Linked DNA regions of Drosophila melanogaster: region 1 is linked to region 2. A link is a contact called in public Hi-C data. All regions are on one chromosome and are shown on one strand. The core of a region is the stretch at or near the end of the contact, and the rest is flanking DNA. Distances in the headings are between cores, read along the strand shown.

The links. A called contact is a pair of places that touch in the nucleus more often than the background predicts.
Region 1: a contact with region 2 is called in a Hi-C map of the Kc167 cell line, with 6 times the contacts expected there. The contact joins the promoter of kdn here to the promoter of Pp2C1 in region 2. A contact is called at or near these places in 4 of 107 Hi-C or Micro-C datasets (the Kc167 cell line, embryo, eye imaginal disc and 1 more).

Annotation. Positions count from the first base shown.
Region 1 is chrX:6,348,426-6,356,254 of dm6, forward strand. It overlaps kdn (knockdown), which reads left to right and starts at 2,204. Exons shown (of 3, transcript NM_167072.2): 1 at 2,204-2,529. The coding sequence starts at 2,311. It overlaps ND-B16.6 (NADH dehydrogenase (ubiquinone) B16.6 subunit), which reads right to left and starts at 1,976. Exons shown (of 3, transcript NM_001316630.1): 1 at 1,868-1,976; 2 at 1,697-1,813; 3 at 591-1,629. The coding sequence starts at 1,802. The coding sequence ends at 1,271. It overlaps CG3847, which reads left to right. Exons shown (of 1, transcript NM_132089.4): 1 at 1-811. The coding sequence ends at 222.
Region 2 is chrX:4,683,456-4,690,178 of dm6, forward strand. It overlaps Pp2C1 (Protein phosphatase 2C), which reads right to left and starts at 3,448. Exons shown (of 3, transcript NM_001297938.1): 1 at 1,657-3,448; 2 at 32-479. The coding sequence starts at 2,701. It overlaps ctp (cut up), which reads left to right and starts at 4,748. Exons shown (of 3, transcript NM_167015.3): 1 at 4,748-5,217.

The DNA.
Region 1 (7,829 bases), core at 954-3,453, 1.7 Mb after region 2:
GTCGTCTTCGATGTTGGCCAGGTGAAGAGACGCTATGCCTGCGACGCCTGCCGCGATAAGTACTCTAATGCGGAGGCACTGCGGCAGCACAAGCAGCAGGTGGAGGAGAAGCGCGAGTTCAGCTGCGTACGTTGCGGCCGCAAGTTCGTTTTCGAGGGCTTCCTACAGCGCCATCTGCCCACCTGCGATGGCAGCATCAAGCGTCGAAGGGACATGAAGTAGAGGCGGCCACAACGTGATGAGCACTGGCGGCGTCGGCAGCAGCTGGAGCCGGAGCGTGATGAGCAGAAATCGCCGCCGCCAGTGCGTTACGTTGTTATCAAGCAGGAGTACGTAGATTAGGAGCAGTAGGATTAGCTGGAGCACGAGCTAGTTTCTAATGATTCGCCCATGCAAAACTCGGACACTAGCCGCCCGGGCCAGGAGAAAGGAGCAGCTGCTGTTTATCTACACGCAAACATAAGTCCACACCCATATTGTATTTTTTGGGAGCCACAACGGGGGCCACTGTCGTCAAGCGATTCCAAAGGAAAGGGTTTATCTTTTACCTAGTTGTACACAAATCCACACACACAGTTGTTTTTTTTTTTATATGATTTCAGGCCAACTCTGCGGTTTACAATTGAAGATAAAAGCATGTCGACGGATGTCGATCATGGCCCATGTATAGATATATATTACTTACTTATAATTACGACTACTTAATGTTAGAGCTCACGATCACCCGCTATTGTGTAATAACCCGAAACTCCAAATACTGACACACAAAACGAGCGTCAAATCGATGTTGAATTCAATAAAAAATAAAAATAAAATAAATCAAGAATGTTTTTCAATGGCTCAAGATTTCTTCATTGCTATTTTAATAATCCCTATTGAATCATAAGCATTTCGTAGTGTTTTATGTTGTGAATTTATTATTTTTACTAAGCAGCAGATTTTCAATTAGATTTTAATTTGGTGACACAGCCAACTGGGATTCCCCGCTGTTGGTGCCACCAAATCCATCTAATTTGGCCATTTTTGAGCACTGCCCGTGGGCTATATTGCAGCTGGACGGCAACGCCCCCGGTTTGGTAAAAATCTCTGGCTACCTCGGGTGGTCCAGCACAGGATTTGGATTAAACACACACAAAGAGAATCGGTATTTCAGCCAATCTGATCTGACATTATAATTGGTCGATACTTTCTTTTTTTGGCGCTTAGGCGGATGATCTACAAACAAAAAGGTGCGTGCTTAGGCATTAACTAATCCATTAACTAGGCCGATTTAGGACCAGAGCTTCAAGTGGGCACGCTTGGCGTACGACTTCCAGTCGGAGTGGGCGTAGAACTCCTTGAAAATGGGCGTGACCAGGGTATCCTCGGGCAGGGTCTTGAAAACGGGCTCACCATACCAGGTGCCCACCTCCCAGCCGGGCACGTTCTTCATCAGCTCGGCCTCCTCGTCCCGATTGCGTCGCAACTGGCGCAGGAATTCGCGATCCCGCTCGGCGACCAAAATGGGAAAGATGACATTCTGGGCGGAACGCATCTCGATCTCGTCGCGCTTCACCTTCTTGGCGGTCAAGTAGTAGATGCCCAGGCCAACGGCTGTCACAACCACATAGGTGCCGATGGTGGTGAAGCCTGCCGAGGGATTGATATAGTTACCAGCACATATATGGTTAGATCAATGGGATTTGGAGGAGCTCACCTGTGAAGTAGCTCTTCGGTGGCACGCGGGCAAAGGGTATCTTCTTGTAGCCGCCCGGCGGTGGAAGGTCCTGTTTCGGGGGACAATGCGGCACTGCCGTCGCCATGGTGACTCCTCCTGTGGTACAAAGTATATATCAGTCGGCTGTTTGGCCGGTAAACTGGGACTTACGCTCGAATAAAGGGAAAAAATCTGTTGAATTGTCAAAAAAATGACGTTTTTTGCATAACACCAAGGCAGTGTGGCCTGACTTGGGGCAGGGTAAAATACCAAGTAGTGACGAAAATATACCAAAAAGTGGCGAATACTGCAAACGAAGTTGAAAAATATTTTCTAACGTGAAAAGTTGAGTCAATTTATTTGATTTATATTATATTATTATCGAAAGACAATCACAACAACAAGTCACAGTAGAACGTGCAAACGTTTATACGGTATTACAGTATATACAGTATTCCGAACTGTTTGATACCATCCCTATATTTATCGCAATCGCTTTCCTGTCAAAATAAATTTTTGTATCCTACATCACTAGCTTTCACATTCCCAAAAACAAGAGAAAAAGCGAACTAGAAACTTCGAAATATCGTATATATTTACAGCTAAAAGTAGTAATGTTCGTACGCCGTTTCGGAAATGGCTCTTTGGGCCATCATTTTGCCTTTCAACGACGTTATTTGGCTAAAAATTCTATGTGGGACTCGAAGTCCATTGGGACTCCAAGTTCATTCCGAATGCGTTCCAAAAAGGATAACGTGACTGGCAATCTCAAGGAGCAGCAACAATCGGCGACTCCGGAAACCTTGAACATGCCTGATATGCAGGATGCCCAAGTGAGTTTTCTTTTAATATAAATCTCCCTTCATCTGATTTTTCCATAACAGCGAGAAAGGTGACCAAGACCATATGACCATAAACAAATTTTATTTAATATTTGCCAAGATCTGTTTTTCCAAATTTCGTTCAAAAATGAATCAGTTTTTTGGCCACAACTTTAAAAATATTTGTCCAAATATGGAGTTCCATATCTCGTTGAGCTCGTATTTAAATTCCCTATCAAACTGTATCCACAAATGGAAATTCTATTTTTTGACCATTTTTCGCAAATTTTGATGATGTTACCCCTTACAAAAAATGCGAAAAATTACCAAAAAATTAGTTTTTCCAAATCGGTCAAAAAGTGATTGGGATGGTTAGCCTTCGCAATTAGCTGCTCAAAACAGTTATTCTTTTCGCTTTGTGATCACTTTTAGTCAAGTTATGATTAAAATGCCCATCTATAATTTTGTAATTTTTGCAAAAATAATTTTTTTCGATTTTCCGTCATAAAAGAATCAGTTTTTTTTTGCCATAACTTTAAAAATAATTGTCTGAATACGGAATGCAATACCTCGTCGAGCTCGTATTTAAATTCCCTGTCGAACTGTATCAAAAAATAGGAATTCTATTTTTTGGCCAATTTTTGCAAATTTTGATGATGTTACCCCTTACAAAAAAAAAATTGACCCAAAAATTAATTTCCCTAAATCCTTCAAAAAGTGGTAGGAATCCTAGCACTGCGAATTCGCTACTAAAAGTAAAAAAACTACTAAAACTAAGTAATTAAAACTACTAAATTGTAAACTGTACGACAAGTTTTAACAAAGTTATGATGATAAACGTCTTCGTGAATATCGAACTTTTTATTGATCTGTGGCCTTTTTCGGCAAAGCTTTATTATAAAACTTCAGTTGAAATATGATTATTTTTTACAAAAGTCGGTGTTTGATTTTCCCGCAATAAAAAGATATTTCCCTCACACGACAGTATTTATACTCTATAGCAAACAGACAATGTCAGGGAGCGGTTTAAAATGCATGGAAATGGGGGGTGTCGACTGGGATAGCTAATAGACTTTTTTAAAATTGGAATTGAAAACTAGTCTGCACTCGAGCAAATGTCAATTTATATGGATCTTAGTAGAGCAAAAATGCATCCAAAGCATATAACATCTATTTCAATTAAATAAGTTGCGTGGGCGTTTTTTTTCAAGTACCAGAGCAGGCAGCCCACCTTAAGTGTGACCTTTCTGGGGGAGAGCGGAAAACGCCGTTGCGTGGGAATTAGCGGGTGTTCTTTGCGCTCGTGCCGCCCCTTCCCGCAGAAAATGCGATTGGCGCCATTCAGTTGCCGCGCAGCTGCTAGACGAGAGACCCACGAAAAGAACACTTCACTTCCAGAAAAAGGAAAGCAAATTTTTTTCTGTGTGTGTGTTTTTTTCTAGCCAAGGCGAAAGTGTTTTTCTTCTACTCGCAGCCGTACGTAATCGCATTGCCATGTCGCTCTATCGCATTTCCGCACGGAAATTGTCCGAGGCACAGGTGAGTTCTTCATTTTAACTTTTCGAATTACCCCTTTGCTTTTCGACCAGTGTATCGAATTCCCATGCTTTCCTGGGATCTCTATCCACCTCCTTCCAGTTAGCTAACCGTAAAGTGTGTCGCTTCTGTTGTTAAAACCTTCGTCCTCTCCCCTCCCTTTCGCTCTTCCTCAACCCATCCCTCATCTGATCCTACTCCTCTTTTCCCATCCTCTTCTTCTTCTTCAACACACGTCACGCTGGAATTGAAAAAAAAAGAATTTCCAGACATGTGCTTGCGATTAAGAACTTTATTCTCTTCATTGTTGTTGGCGAATGATAAGTGCTAACGTGTATGCATGTACGTACGTATGTGTGTGCCTGTGTGTATGTGTGTCTTCTAATACATTACATAATCGCCAAATGAAATTCGCCCATTTCTTTTTTTTTTTGGCAACATCGGAATGCCTATAAATAAAAATCTCTATATTCTTTGTGGGTTTAACGAACTTTGTCTCTTTTTGGGCCGCCCGCTTTAAATTTTTTTTTGGTAAATTTCCACAAGTCCGGCTTGATTTTTTTTGGGTCTTATTCTTGTAAATTTACAACAACAAAAACAAATGCCACGGCGCAGAGCGAAGTGAAGAAAAAGAGCGTAAGGCAGAGAGAGTTGGTCGAGCAAGAGAGAGCAGAGAAAAAAACAGAGAATACCATTTTCCCCTTTCATTCGTTCCCGTTTCGTTTCTCATGCGTGTCACTATGCTTATGCTGTGCTTTTGTTGTTGCCAAAAGCGATAGAAGGAAGACACACCATCTCTCTTTTGCAAAAGAGAAGTGTCCGCCGAATGACCTTAAAGCAAAAGGAGGAGCAGCAGCACGCCCACTTACCACCCACCGGCAATGCACATTTGCATGTGAGCGGATTGCATAATGCCAAGAACGAGAAAAATGACAAAAAGAATAGTACTTGCGATTTTGTAATGAGAAAAATCAATAGCACACACACACACACGTACGTACAAATGTACACCCACGGCGTGCACACATACACACAAAAAAGGGCTTGCAGGACGAGCCTCCTTTTGATTTTTTTCGGGGGTGATTTGCTTTCTCTTTGACCTGCGTGGGGTAATAAGTACACAGGCAAAAAAGGAAATTAAGGTCAATGCGGCAACTTTAATAACAAACAAACGTTTGAAAGTGTCCTTTAATAATAACAGAATTATAATAATGTATAATGCATATATGAACAATCAAATACATATAACTTCATTTAAAATTAAAATCAAGGGAAACAGTAATTACAAGTGTAATTTTGACCCAATTTTGTTATTTGTGCAGTCTGCGATAATTATTAAATTAATTATTAATGTATGCTGCAATTATTTCTCGCCGTGTAGATTCCCCAAATGTTATGCACACTCCCCAAATCTTCTTCTTCCTGTTCTGCCGCCGCTGGCCGAGTGCCAAAAAAATGTTGGTGCTGACGCGTTTTATTTAATTTTGTTTTTCTTTTCTCTGCTTTTAGGTTTTTGCTTATTTTGTCTATAAATAATTCTTGTAAATGTTACAGTAGAAAAGGTTTAATTTGTTTGTTTTCCACTTCCAACAATTACATGCAATATATCTACATATTTTATATGCAGCAAATTGGCCAATAACCCACATATTTCTGCCAAGTGTTTAGGCCAAAGCAAAAAAGCGCTGTTTTATTTGCGTTTGACGTAGTTTGACGAAATGGCAACACGCGAAATTTTTTAACGCCTCTCCGCTAATACGTCACAAATCGTGACAACTCTTACGTAACGCCCACAAGCCTTTTTCCTTTTGTTTTTCCAAAACAAACCAAGAGGGGAGAGACAGAGAATTAGAGAGTAAGCGAAAGAGAGAGTGGAAAGTAAGAAGAGTGCCGTTAGAGAGCGGAAAAAGTAAACAGATGATCAAGCGATTGCATAAGAGCAAATGCATAATTTATACACAATTTGTACATTAGCTTTTACGACCGGTGCGCATTTTTGATTAGCGAATCTAAATAGGGATTTTATGACCAGCGGGCAAAGCTCAAGTGGACCATTTTTTCCACCTGGATTAATGCCAATCCAGAATTCTAGTTATGCGCGTGATAACACGCCGCCTTCTTAAACGTCATGGAAAGTTCGAGGGTCCCGAGATACGAGAGATAATGGAACCAAATCATCACTATTTGACCAAACTTCAGATGTTCATGGCTAAAATCCGGCGAAAAAAAACCCCCCCTCCTTGCCATCAGAATAATAAATAATTAATGAATCCCATCGTATATCAACACTTCGTATCAACAGCGTTATGTTTTTTTTTTTTGCTGTTATCAGCTAAGGGTTTCTCCCATCCATAAAGGCTTTATGATCCAAATTTACATATGTACCATGACATGAACTTTATGCTGACTAACCTCCTCTTATAATACTAATTCACAAACAATCGACGTACATATGTACATTTGTGTATATTACAACAATATGTTTAATCGCAGGCTTATGCAACTCAGTAAAAATGTCACCTTGTTGGGAGAATGCATTGCCGAACAATACTAAATGCATTGCAAATAGAAATCTGTAATACTGTATATATATATATATACATTTATATCTTCCTGTATGATTTGCAAGTAAAATTGTCTAAATCAGTAATGCGTGCAGCATTTCAGATAGCTTTTAGCCTTTCCACAATGCGCCCCGCCCAGTCTGTTGTCCATATCTCCTTATAGCATATATACTATATGGTACATTGTATAAGCCCCCTTTATAACTAACACCCCCGTCGTTTTCGGAGCGAACTGATAAGCGTGACAAATTTGCCGCTGAAGCACATGATCGGTAGACGTCGCCATATCGCTGATAAAGCGGACACGCAAAGCCCCCACGCAAACCAACTGGGAATGCGAATGCGAATGCGAATAAGGTGTTAACTCAATCAGTTTTTATTTTGATTATGATAAAAAGACGGCCAAATATTTGTATACATACTACTATGTACGATTTGGGCGATTTCGCAATGCGCAAATTGTTCGCTTTGTAGATACAAGATACAAATGTATCCGTATGATTGATGGTCATAAAAGTTCGAACAGGGCTGCACATAAAGCAAAATTTTGTATTTTAAATAGTAACTAATTACCAAACTTTTTTCCATTTGCCGAACATCGTTACGTTTACAGCAGAAACGCAAAGATCTTAAGAACCTGGCAACCGGAATCTGTAATATGTAAATTGGAATCTGCTTAATTCCGCAATTTCTCGCAAAAGTCCCCATTATGATCTTTGCTTAGTCAGACTTTGTATTTTACAGCATTTAAATGACTGAGGGAAGAAAATTGCGACCCGGCAACAACAGACAGGCATCTGAAGTTTGTTCAACTGATCCGATCCGATCCAATCCGAAACGAAACAACGATTCTCCAGTTGACTTGAGTTGAATTTAGTTGAGTGACGGGATTACGTCACGCGGTACTTTCAATGCGATGCGATTGTGTGATGATGTCCGTTTACTTTCGGCGGCAGAGACAATAAAATGGCACTACTACCACTACAACTACTACTAACTATAGTGGAGAATGGCAAACGCAGCGCTCTAAACTTAATTAAGACGATTAACTCGGTGACTGCAATTATTAGACAACCGACAAGCGGTCGCTCTCTAATAGCAGATATCATTAAAGTCGAATTGAAAACGCCACGCGATGCAAGGCGGCCCAAGGTTCCCATTGCCCATTGCCCCATACCCCGACCGATACCCACCACCATTCATCATCCATAG
Region 2 (6,723 bases), core at 2,198-4,697:
GCAGTTTAGCTAATTAATCAGGATCACTTACCTAAAGGTACTGGGATTTATTTTAACCACTTTGACATCCGGATCGGGACTCACAACGAATTCCTTGAAGCGGGAATTGTAGCTCCAGAGATCGCCCAGGGAACGAGCCACCGCCAAAAAGGGTATTTCATCTACCAGAGTTCTGCGGCGAATGGGACCGCGATGCATTGGGTCCCTGGGTCGGTTCCATACCACTCGCGGAACTCCCGATTTGATGGCAACATTGCCGCCGGAACGCTGGATTCTCGTCTTCTCTGCCAGTGACTCCGGCTTGTGGTCCGTGGTCAGTGGACGAGCACGCCAGTTGCGTTCGCCCTTGTTCTGGTAACCCAAAACGATCCCAGAATCACCCACATGACCAATGTAGATCTTCTCGCGACGCATAAAGGCCACTGTGGCGGTGGTGCCGGCGGTGCTCAGATGCCCATTGGCAGTGCGTGGCCATTTCTCTGCGGGGTTGGGAAAGGATAATACCAGATTTTAGAATTTTCCATAATTCCAACTTAACTTATACGTTATCAAAGAAGAATTAAGCCTTAACAAAAAAAAAAAAAAATGGTTGTGTAAGTCATAAAATTTCCTTCATTTTAACAGAAAACCTAAATAACTTAATGAAATTATAAAAAATGAATAGGGTAAGGACAAAAAGAAAACAATACCAAATCGCTTTAAAATTCTGGATTTTCCCAAACAACTAAATACAATTTCTACTTATATTTATATATTTAATGAGGCAATGAGTAATAGCATTTAAACAGCCACTTTACATGATGCAAGCAGTTGAAAAAATCATTTTCTAAGGCCCCTGGATTTTTGGCGCTTAACTGAATATATTGGTATATCGAAACGACGGATATTGATATTTCCCACACAGATACACACCTACAAACGTGTATCTGCGTTTCTGGCATCCCTTGAATTTCTGTGTACATTGTTTTTGTTATGCGAATAGGAAAATGGGCACACATTTATTTTCTTTTCTCTTTGGCCACCTCTCGCTCTCTCACTCGTTGCATCTCTTTCGTTCTCGCATTTCGAAACGCCTTGGTGGGCCGCGCCGCCATACGGACGTCCCGCTCTAACTCACAGCGGGGTTGCCATGCTTGGCGAGAGTACAGCCATATGGCAAGTCCGTGGAATATTCCACTCGCGATAACTAAGTGTGTGTGTGCATTTGTATCTGTATCTGCTGCTGTACTTGTATCTTTTTAGTGTGGGCTGACAATAGAGATGAGCAATTGAGCGATGGTTGAGTCATCGCCACACACGGTTGCATAATTACCTAGAGATGGGAGACCCAAGGGAGCAGCTCGAAACTTGAGGCAACTTTTTTTTGTGTGGGTGGGGGGGTGGTGCGAAACGGCAACCCTGACAACGGGGACTTACGCGGTTTGAATGCCGCCAACTGGCAGTTAATTCAGTTTTCGCGCATCTCTAACGGTCGCTTGGCATTGGCAACAATTTTGATATGAAATTGCATGAGAGAAGGCACAAAAACAAATACAAATACAAGTATATTATATTCTCTTTTTTTCGTATGATTTAAAATCTTTATGCCAACTAACTGCTTTCTTTGGGTTGTCTCAACTGTAAGATGGCTTAGTTTCCCAGCTATTTCTTGCTCACCTTGTTCCCGCCACATGGCGAAATGTGTGGCGATGTATCCCTCGCGTATTGCCCGCAGGACATCCTCATCCTGATCAGACCAGAACTGCTTCTGCTTGACGATCTCGAGCATAAGGTGCTCCTTGGCGAAGAGCGCGGCCTCGGGACCGCCGTGTCCGTCGTAGATGCCAAAAAATGCGTATTCCAGTTCGTGGGTGATCGGTGATTCCTGGTAGGCCACCGAGAACTGATCCTCCATGTATTTCCGGCCTCCCTGGCAGCATTGTCCAGTTACGCGCATATTGACGCCCAGGGAGGAGCACGGCGACGGATTGCCGGTGGATGCGCTACTTCCTGTAGCGGAGCTGGAACTGGAATTACTGTTGGAACTGCTGCTCGAATTGGAATTGCTGCTGCTGGCACAGCTCTCTGGAATCGATCGCGGTGGAACGATGGCCGCCGACCGGCGTAATCGACTCTGTGCCGCTCCGCCGCCCCTCGAGCGATTTATTGTTGTGGTTGTTGCTGAGTTTAAACGTTGTTTCTTTGGATTTAAAGGCTTGGCTGGTGATCCCCCCTCCATATCGACGACTATATCCTCGGCATATGCTTCCATCTCGGTGAACGCCAGGTCGGGAATGGGTATGCTGATCCTCTCTGGCCTTTGCTCCGGCTCTTCCTCTTCCTCCTGTGCGACTCCTACCGCTGCCGGTTCAACAACAACAACATCACTGCTGGCATCCAGTGCTGGATGGCATGCACTGTTATTGTTGTTATTGCCGCTGCTGCTGCCGCCGTGGCGAGTAACGGAGGCTGTGGCTGGAGCTGGTGCTGGAGTTGTGCCGCCGTCGTCCCCATAATAGTTAATAATATCAAATTCCACGGACGACTCATCTGAGTCCTGGAAAGTACCGCTATTCGCTGCCGTCTCTCGCAAACGGACTACCGTTTTTTCGATGGCCGTATTGATGAGGCATCTGTTGGTGGTATTGGTAGTGGCGTTGATTGTGTTGGCATTTGTGTTGGTATGGGTGCTGGTGCTACTCCTGTTATTGGCGGGCAACATCTTCCTGCTTCTCCCTCTGTTATTTTTTGTGGTTTTCCCCCGAGTTTTGTTTATGCTGCCTGCTGCTGCTTCTTCTTCTTCTGCCTTTTAGACTTCTCCGTCTCGCAGTGTTGTAATTTCCGTTGACATTTGGCACTCTCACACACACGTACAACGCAACACAACACAAAAAAACAATAAAAAATATATAAAGTACAAGAAGAAAAAGCGACTCAGGCCTTTCTCTCTCCCGCTCTCGCTCTCGCAGCCCTCGCTGTGACGGGCAGTGCAAGCGGGACGACTATCTATATGATGTATGTAATTTACGTTCGCCAACGAGCTTGCGTGTATGCGTGCTCCATCTAGCGTATTTAGTATTTTGTGTTTGCAACTGGCCGCCAAAAACCGATGAATTTCCTTTAATTTGCACCAAATCGAGGATTTATGAGTAGATTGTGATTTCTGCTTTTGCTTACAGCAATAACGTTAAAAGACATCGGTCTTTTATCCTCGATGAAAGACTTAATGACCAAGGCGCGCAGTTTTACCTTGATGATTTGTTGTTCGCCAGCATTTTTTGCCGTTCGATTCTGCTCTCGACTTGCGAACACTTTTCTTTTTTTTTTATTTTAATTTTTTTGGCTGTCAGCACGTCCACATCCACACACACAACAAAATTCACGGCAAATTGTTTAACAAAAATTATGTTGAAAAAAAAATCAAATAGAAAGCGTGTGACCGTTGTGAAAGTAGGTCGAAAACACCACGCTCCATAGGCGATGTATAATGCTGGCAGCACACCAATCGATAACAACGAGGACGGGGTTGCAATCGATGAATGTATTGAGTGCATTATTTTTAAGATTTTCGTAATTTATACACTTATTATAAGTTGTTATAAGTAAGTTTTCTCTGGCAATTAAAATTTGTTCTAACATTTAAAAGCAATAAGTTTAATAAACAATGTCTGGTCTCCATAATGAATTATGATAATCATAATTGAATTCACAATAAGCTGTTTAAAAAAAGGTAACGATTTTCTTATTGCACATCTCATTCAAATACATTCATATAGCTAAAGTCGTATGTTTATAGCGATATATATGAATACCACAAGTTACGGATAACTAACGAGATTATTAAGAATACAAATATTATTTTGGGTACTGTATATTTTCAAACGTTTATATCATTTTATAATGCATTTTTTGACAAACATATAATTATAAATGTTTTCATTTATAAAAAAAACTAATTGTATCATTATTATTTTACATATGCTTATTTTAAATTAGTTTATTACTTGACGCAATAAGTATGTCAATGAAAAAAAATTTGGAAACAAACTGGTTGTAATTTATAACATTAAAGATATGTTTCATTATCCGTCTCAGCTTTTATATTCTCGTCAGTTACATGTCGATTTCTTTTGAAACTATGTTGCATCATACAAAATTTAATCGAATGTACAATGTATGGCTTGGATTTCTTTAACATTATTATTGTAAATAGTTTTAATTACTTGCAATACAAAAAATATGTTTTTTTTATCGAAACACCGCTAGCCAGCAATAGTAATTCTTTTATATAAAATTAAAAAAAAAAAATGTATACATAGATGATAAAATAAATCGAGTGCGTGCGATAAAATAAATTGATATTTGCGATAAGCTAAATCGAATGCACCCGAAAAGTCAGCTGCTTGTATCGTTTAGAACTCCTATATCAGTGATGTCCGTCTTTAAATTGCATTCAATCGAATATTGAATACCGGTTATCGAGTGCAGGATTTCAGAGAACATATTTGACTTTCAACAGTTTTACGCGGATTTTAATTCCATACTCGACAAAATATTCCCCCGTTACTAGTCAATTATTAGCATCCCTACATCGGTAAGTGTTATCGAATCGATAATAAGCATCACTGGTGCCAGACGTCGCCCGCCAAGCGTGGCCTGCCAGACGCGGCCGTGTTCTGGCCAATCAGAGCCGCCTACGACTCGTATGTTGGAGCTCGTCGTCCGTCGTGTGATTAACCGAAGTCGAAAACCGAAATAGAAGCCGTCACTCAGTTAATCACCAGCAAGCAAAACGTTCAGTTGTGTTTCAGTTGTCGAGAAGTCAGGGTGTTTCTACCTTCCATTTACCGTTCCAGTGTAAAATTCAGGCGACACGCTTAGCGGTAAAAAACCCACACATCCACGCACAATAAAGTATATTGGGGCAAATGTTTTTTCAACCCGGTTCCTAGAGATCTTCTGAAAAAACAATTCCCTATCTACTGTTCTTTTTTTTCTCGTTCTCTGTTCTCAAAGTGAAGTAGCCGCGGCGTGCTAAATTTGTATTGCGTGCAAAATTGTTAAAAAAAAAAATAAACCGAAAGAGAAATAAGCAAACACATACACACGCATTCCGCATTTTTCCTGCCCACAACTTTTTTTTTTTAAGTTCAAATTTGGTATTGCATTAGAATTTATTTGGTGACAGCTGTTGAACTATGAGTGAAAAAATCGCGCGCAATCAGGAAAAATTAAAAGGTAAGTCATAGAAAATACCTAGCAAAAAACAAAAAGAAAACGCCGTGTGAATGTTCTTGAATGCAAAAGCAACGTTATGCATTTTAATAATGCGAAAAGTTCCCGTGGTGCAAAATGTGTGGGAGAACACAGAAAACATTTTTTTTGTCAGCTTCTGGCTCTTATTTGGAGCTACGCTGATATCAAGTTTTCGGGTTGACGTCATTTTAATTATGCATAGAAACGCAGGTAATAGTAGAAGATTTTGTGATTTTTTGTCAGCGGTTTCAGCAGAGTTTTCGCAACGTTTTTCGAGAACAATCGGGCTAATGATTGATCAGCTGTCGAAAGTTTCAGTTGTTCTTCCCTTAGGCTGTGTGAAAATTGCTAATTAGAGTACAGTAGAGGTTCGGCGAGGGAAGCCGAGTGTAGTCCTGCATTGAAAATTCGCGGGTTTCCAATTGCAAACGGGAAATTCAATTACCCAGCGTGTATGTGCAAGCGGCGCGTGTGTGTGGCTGCGTGAATGACTAGCAAAAAGCGTTGCATAGTATCAGGTGCAGGGCCCCGTCCAGTCTAGTATATATATATATATATAATAATATATGTATATAATATATCTATAAAAAATATACATAAATATATATAAAAAATGAATGACTAGCAAAAAGCGTTACATATTAGCAGGTGCAGGGCCCCGTCCCAGCCTTTTGCTAGGCATTTACGCATATACATATTTATATATATATATATTTAAAATATATATATATATTTATATATTTAATATATTTATATATTTAATATATTTAATATATTTATATATAAATGTCAGGCTGATAGCACAGAGAGAAAAAGAGAAAGAGAGAGAGAGAGAGACAGGACTGGACCGGGACCTGCAGCAGTTACTATGGAACGCTTTTTGCTAGTCATTCACGCAGCCACACACACACGAATTTTTATATGTGTGTTTGATTAACACTGAACAAAAAAATAATGCTGAAAACAAGCACTGTTTCATGTTCATAAATATACAACTTGTGTTCTCTTCCGCTTCCTGTCTTGCCTCTTTCCCCTCTCTCTTTCCCCTACACTTTTTAACTGTCAATGCAGTTTTCTAATTGACTTCATCAGAAAAGCGAGAAGAAGAAGAAGTGGAGGTAGCTGCAGCATCCATACAAATACACACATGCCGTCCCTCTCACTCCATTGCCTTTGGCCACCTGTCAACTCTCGGCTGTCTACCTCCCATCCCCACCCGCCTATCCGCAATCCCTATCCCTCCCTCTCTCGCTCTCACTGTGTGCGATTCCGCCCGCCAACAGTTTTGCCAGCTTTACCGTTATGATTTGTCTGCCCTGCACGTTACTGTCAAACGTCAGGAACACGAACGAACCTGCTAAATCGCAACAAATTCCAGACGCCGATAAAAAAATACGTTTCAAGACTGAACATAAATACATACATACGTATGCAAAGCAGCACCGAGCATATCGGAAATTAATCTCGTCAATCTGTTTCTGAACAGGA